Linked DNA regions of Mus musculus: region 1 is linked to region 2. A link is a contact called in public Hi-C data. All regions are on one chromosome and are shown on one strand. Each heading gives the region's core, a stretch centred on a gene start, on an enhancer-like site or on the middle of the called end of the contact. The rest is flanking DNA. Distances are from core to core; before and after follow the strand shown. Region 1 has its middle 25 kb from the start of Gm34371. Region 2 has its middle 20 kb from the start of Gm34259.

Evidence for each region. Hi-C and Micro-C count contacts between places; a contact is called where the count stands out from the background.
Region 1: a contact with region 2 is called in a Hi-C map of the N1E-115 cell line, with 6 times the contacts expected there. The contact joins two enhancer-like sites. A contact is called at or near these places in 1 of 15 datasets of contacts at CTCF or cohesin (large pre-B cells) and 3 of 484 Hi-C or Micro-C datasets (the N1E-115 cell line, embryonic stem cells and large pre-B cells).

Annotation. Positions count from the first base shown.
Region 1 is chr17:4,768,007-4,770,865 of GRCm38.p6, reverse strand. No RefSeq gene overlaps it. Among named protein-coding and RNA genes, the nearest start is that of Gm34371, 25 kb to the left of the region's middle. Within about 2 kb of position 1,340, at least 54 of the 459 cell types and tissues checked have an H3K27ac peak or open chromatin away from gene starts, as enhancers often do. A contact at or near this core is called in the N1E-115 cell line, where this site is marked.
Region 2 is chr17:4,591,154-4,593,943 of GRCm38.p6, reverse strand. No RefSeq gene overlaps it. Among named protein-coding and RNA genes, the nearest start is that of Gm34259, 20 kb to the left of the region's middle. Within about 2 kb of position 1,498, at least 2 of the 459 cell types and tissues checked have an H3K27ac peak or open chromatin away from gene starts, as enhancers often do. A contact at or near this core is called in the N1E-115 cell line, where this site is marked.

The DNA of each region.
Region 1 (2,859 bases), core at 91-2,590, 180 kb before region 2:
GAAGGGGGGAGGCTAGAGAGAAAGAGAGTAAGAGGGAGAAAGGAGAGGAGAGGAGAGGAGAGGAGAGGAGAGGAGAAGACAAAGAGAGAGGAGAGAGAGGGAGAGAGTGAGGGTTAAGAAGTAAGAGAGACAAGTAAGAGGTAAGAGAGCAAGCAGGGGCTGAACAGCTCCTTTTATGGTCTTTACTGTTGCTAGGTAACTGGGGAGGGGTTTAGCCTGAAGGTCAGAAGTTTGGGCCATTGTCTACTTGACTTCTAGCCATGCTTCTCTTGTGGGGACTGTGGGGGGTGGTAACTTAGGCAGGAGCCGGAGTTCCAGGAGCATGAGGGAACGCCTACTGTGTCATGAAGGTGAATTATCACCATTTTCGGGGTTCAGACCTCAGCTCAACTGGAGACCAGCCTGCAGTTCCCCACAGTAGCTGACATAGATGACATAGCAGCGGCCCACAATGCCAAGTGGACTGAGTGGGTGCTGTGTGTATCTTAAATCCTGGTGGTCATTCCAAGGTACGAGACAAACAGTGTTTATGGCAAATGAGCCCATTCCTGCTTCTAGTTGGTTTTCCTCTGGTTCTCCTGCCTAGAAAAGCCAGGAGAGACAAGTTGCATTTGTTGCCACCAGGGGCAGACTTCAGTCCTGCTTGGCTTCTGTGTAATACTCACGTGTACTAGATGGGAAGAGAGTTGGTGAAAATAGCAAATAATCTGTCTAACTTCCAAAGGATGATTGAAATTGCCTTCATGGCACCAGGCTGATGTTCTCTGGTTCCAAGAACTGGGTAGGGTTGCCACTTGCTTCTGTTGCCATGGTCAAAAATGGTCATGTGACTGAGTAAGGAGAGAATCCTGGTGGTAATTCCCAGTGAATGATAAGATCAAGTCCCCGCTAGAGGAACATGGCTTCATCCCTTAACCAGGTTTTGAATTCAGCACTGTTTTCTGTGGTGTTGTGAGGCTTCTGCCTCCAAGGGGACGGACCTAGTGGTCAGTCATGGGGACGTGCACTCGGACCCCAGCTGGTGAATGGAGTATACTGATGTCTTTGTGACCTCTCTCACTTTGATGTTGAGTTTAGTGAAGCCTTTCTCAAGCAGCAAAGGCATTTCAAAGCTTCAGGAACCATTAGGTAATATCCTAAACCTGGAATTCATGGCCAGCATCTGCCTGTAAGCTATAGAAAAATCAGAAGATATATTCAGATGAATAGCACAGATCCCGTAGGTGGCAGTCAATGACGTGGCTTTCCCTCACAGTGCCAAGCTTGCTCGTCCCTCCTGGTATGAAGTGACCAAGAGCCCAGCCCAGGCTAATTGTGTTTATTTTAGAGCCAAACACATCCCTACTTCATCATGCCACAAAGAGAGGCATTGAGGTTGGATCATTCCACTAATATTTACAGAGCACCTCCTAGGAGCCGGAACATTGTTCTGCTCTCTGCCTGCACCAGGAGGACAAATAGATATTGTTCCTGCTCAGATGGGGCCTATAGTGAGTGAGAGAGAGGCATAAAAGAGCAACAGCAAATAACCCCACACTAATAAATATGTGACTCAGAGTTGTGGCAAATGTCATGAGGCACAAACAGGGAGTGTAAAGGGAGAACAGAAAACGGCGAGCGAGTCTCTGAGGAAGGAGCTCTTGGGATGGGGCCTAACTGTAATGGGAGCTGGAGAGCTCTGAGAAGAGAAAGGCCCTGTTAAATCAGTACTGCTGGTTAGAGTGGCCCGAGAAGCCAGAAGGAGCAGTGCAGCCTGTGCCTTGCGGGGCTCCATAGGCCTCACACAGATTTAGATTTCCTCAGCCATGTAATGGAAGCCCCAAAGGGGCAAAAAGCTGGGCAGTGGCATAGTTCCAAGGGGAAAGAGGTCATTCTGGTAGGGTTAGGCCAGAATGGTGAAGGACATATTGGCCCTATGTGGTGATGGGGGGGGGGCAGGGAAGAGGCTATGAATGGAGGGGTGAGATTGAGAGGGTCTGGACAGGAGAAAAAACAACTAGAGAAGGCATTGCCTAGGCTGCATCCACACAGTGATCCCAGCAGGTTCCAGTGGCTGACAGGACACCAGGGACCAGGGCTAGGCATCGTCTTTCCCAGGCCTGTTATGATATAGCCCTACCAACGAGGTGGCACAGATCATCCTAGAAACCACAGATCTAAGGGCCAGATGTGGCAGCATCGCTCCAATATCCACCTCCATCTTCTTTAGGATTTCATGGTGAGGCCTTGACTGTCCTGGAACCTGCTCTGTAGATCAGGCTAGCCTTGAACTCATACAAAAAGATCTGTCTGAGTCTGCCTCCTGAGTGCAGGGATTAAAGCCCTGAGACCCAGTCTTCTTTCAGTATTCTCTGGCTCTGAGTCTTCACTGTGGTGAAGGGCACCTCTCTCCCCATGGTGTGACTCTATATTAACCAATTTTATCTGTAATGACATTGTTTCCAAGTAATATCCCTCTGAGGTTCTGTGGGATACGGCTCTAATAGACTTGGTTCAACTCAATCCACACTTGGACAGCTGTGTTGACCTTCGGCTCAAGGCCAGCTCTGAGTTCACAAAGAAGGGCCAGTGTAGATATGGAAGGGAAGCAAAGCCATCCCCTAGGGAAGCAAGAGGAGCGGCTAACCTCAGACTCCTGGTCCCACAGTGGCCATGAAACTTGCACAGGAAACAGAAAGGGAGTATGACTCAAAACCTGCTTTCTGAAAACCACAGTTTCTAGTCTGACACACACAGAGTACGCTAGATAGTTTTATGTAAACTTGACCCAAGCTAGAGTCATCTGAGGGAAGGGAACCTTAATTTAAAAAAAAAAAATGCCTCTGTAAGATTAGGCTATAGGAAAGCCTGTAGGGCATT
Region 2 (2,790 bases), core at 249-2,748:
TCCTGGGGTAAACAGATTGGATGTGATTCTCTGTGTATTACTAAGGGATGACATTACCGGGGTTCTTAGATATAATTTTAAACAAAACACTTTTAATTTTCACTTTGGGCTCTAAGGTTATTTTACAATTATAGTGTGACTCTCAGGATCCCAGAGTTCAATTACCTACTTTAAAATAGGAATATCAATGTACAAAAGTATTTTCTATTGTTTAAAAGATGGACTTATGTATTAATAGATACATATAACAAATATAAACAACGTCAAAAAGCAAGAAAGGCAATCACATATTTAAAAACTCTTTTATTACTATTCAACAAGGGGGAAAATTGTTCTATTGTGCCACTTAATGGAAAGCATTCTGGAGGGAGCAGCTGCTGACATCACTGCTAACATGGCACAAGAGTGTTCATGGTTTTATAGAGCATTTTAATTCTTTTATGCACTGTTTCTATCACTGTATCCCATTTCATTGTGTGAGTTTTCTATTTTCTTCTGGATAATATCATGTTTCTGGGTTTTACTCTACGAGAGGGATGCTGGCTTGCCTGTGACAACTCATCCCGCTTGGTAGTCATGGTTGGTGGAGCCTTCTAGGCTGTCCTTTGTGTCTCTTCTCCCTTGTCCTCATTTGATCCAAAATGAAGATACTATCTTGTCATTCATCCCTCGTAAGAGAGAAAGCAGAGAGAAAAAAAAAGCCAGCCACAGTGTCCTAGCCCCTCTTTCCAGTTTAATTTGTGGAGGCGGAGCCAAGGGGGATCTGTCAGACTCTTCTTGTTTCCAAGAAGAAGGTCTTCCGAGGCACTTCATGCCTCTGTGTGGGGATACGAAGAACAAGACACATTTCATAACTTTTCTGCAACCCTGACAACTGTGCTCTCCTGAGGCTTCCTAGGGACTAGAGTGCCCTTCACAGGCAATGGCCAGTTCCTGGCCCTGGATCTCCAGCAGGTTACAGACTTTCTTCTGTTCTTGTTCTCTTTCTGACCAGCCTTGGGCTCTGCGTGCCCTGCGTGCAGGAGGCCAGACGGTCTGCAGCATGGTGGAGCATCCAGGGACCTCCTCTTCCTGTTCATCTCTGTGGGACCGGAGGTGGCAGCTGGGGATGAACATGGGTCACTTCAAGGCGTCTGGCAGAGAGTGCTACATCTGTTCCTACTACCAGCAGACAGGATGAAAGTAATTATATCCAGGTCCTGGATAAAACGCCAATGCTCGAAAACATAATGCAGACTACTGTTCTTCACTAGAGAGGATCTGTTAGTGTCACAGAAGCTCTGGTGTGGGCCTCTCTAATGAAGTCAGCATCTCCACAGGGCACAGTTGGAAGGTGTTGCTGGGAGCTGAGGCACACTCCCATTCAGACCACTGGCTTATAGAAAAGCATCTAGAAGTGTCTGGAGGCCGAGTAATGAGCCAGGCTGGGTATCTTTTCTCCGGGCCTTTTGGCTCCCTGGCACCAAGGGAGGGCTTGGAATGTTTGGAGCAGAGAGCTGGATGGTGGGAAGATAGGTACATGGGATAATGTGCAGAGTCCCATCATGCTTCACTGTTCAAGGGGCCACTGCCAGGTGCCTTCGTGAGCGAATGAGGGCAGCGGCAAGAGTCAGGACCAGAAGTAGGCAGATGTCTGCCCCCTTCTGTGTCTGCTGCCGATTGGCCAAGTGACTATAACACGCCTACTTGATTTTTCTGGGTTTACCTTCTTACCTAGAAACAGAAGATGAGACCAGGTAGGGGGTAGGTAACAGCTTCTGAACTCCAAGGTTCAAAAGTGTTTCTGAAAAACAAAAAAACAAAACAAGAAAAAAAACCATGACTGCTCAGGTGACTCATCTCATTTTAGTCCACCCAGCAGGGAAGTAGGGACAGAGATACCTCCAACATCCCATGACCCAGTTACCCCGATGCAGCTTGGCATATAAGTTACCCTAGCCCTAGTGCAAATGGGACTGTTCGGTCATGCGTATGTACACAGAAAGATAGACCGCTCAAGTGTGTCATATGGTATGCACATCACAGAAATGTGTTCATGTCAAATGTCATCTTGCTACCTGTCTCTTCAGTGAACTTGTTCGGACCCCAGGGGACCTTTGTATCTTTCAGAGTCCACACCCAATACCTTGGATATGGAGGCAGATAGCCACCCATCGCAAGCAAGGCCTTAGTAACCACCTTTGGGGCTGTCTTTCACTAACTGTAGGGGCCTGAACGAGTGACTTCATATCTCCAGGTTACCATTTACTCCCATGGAAAATAGCCATAATAATAACATCTCCTTGGTAAGTGTTTTCAGAGCTAAATTGAGCAGTACATGATAAATCTTTAGTGCAGTGTCTGGCCCATGAAAAGGTCCAGTAAGTGTTTACTAGACATTCTGGATGTAATTTCATTAAATTCCGGGTATAATTTCATTTTTCCCATGTCTGTCATTTAACTGATCACTGTGATGTTTGCTATTATGCACATTGCTGCACTGACCACTTTCTAGGTGAGTTAGATAGCTGTCTGTGCACTTAAGACATGTTCCTAAAAGCACAGCCTTGGAGCTGAAGAGCATGCGTGCTTCAGCACTATCAATACACAGAGCCAAACTGGCTTATGGGAAGGTGGAAGTTGCCCATGAAAGTAGCTATTCCCCATACCCATAGCCAGTAGATACTAAACATACTTACTGTCCTTATTTTTCTAATTCACTATAGGGTCTACCTCCTTATTGTTTTTGGAGGGAGGCTGGTCTGGAACTTGTTTGTAGCCCATGCTTGTCTCAAACTTGTGGCTATCCCC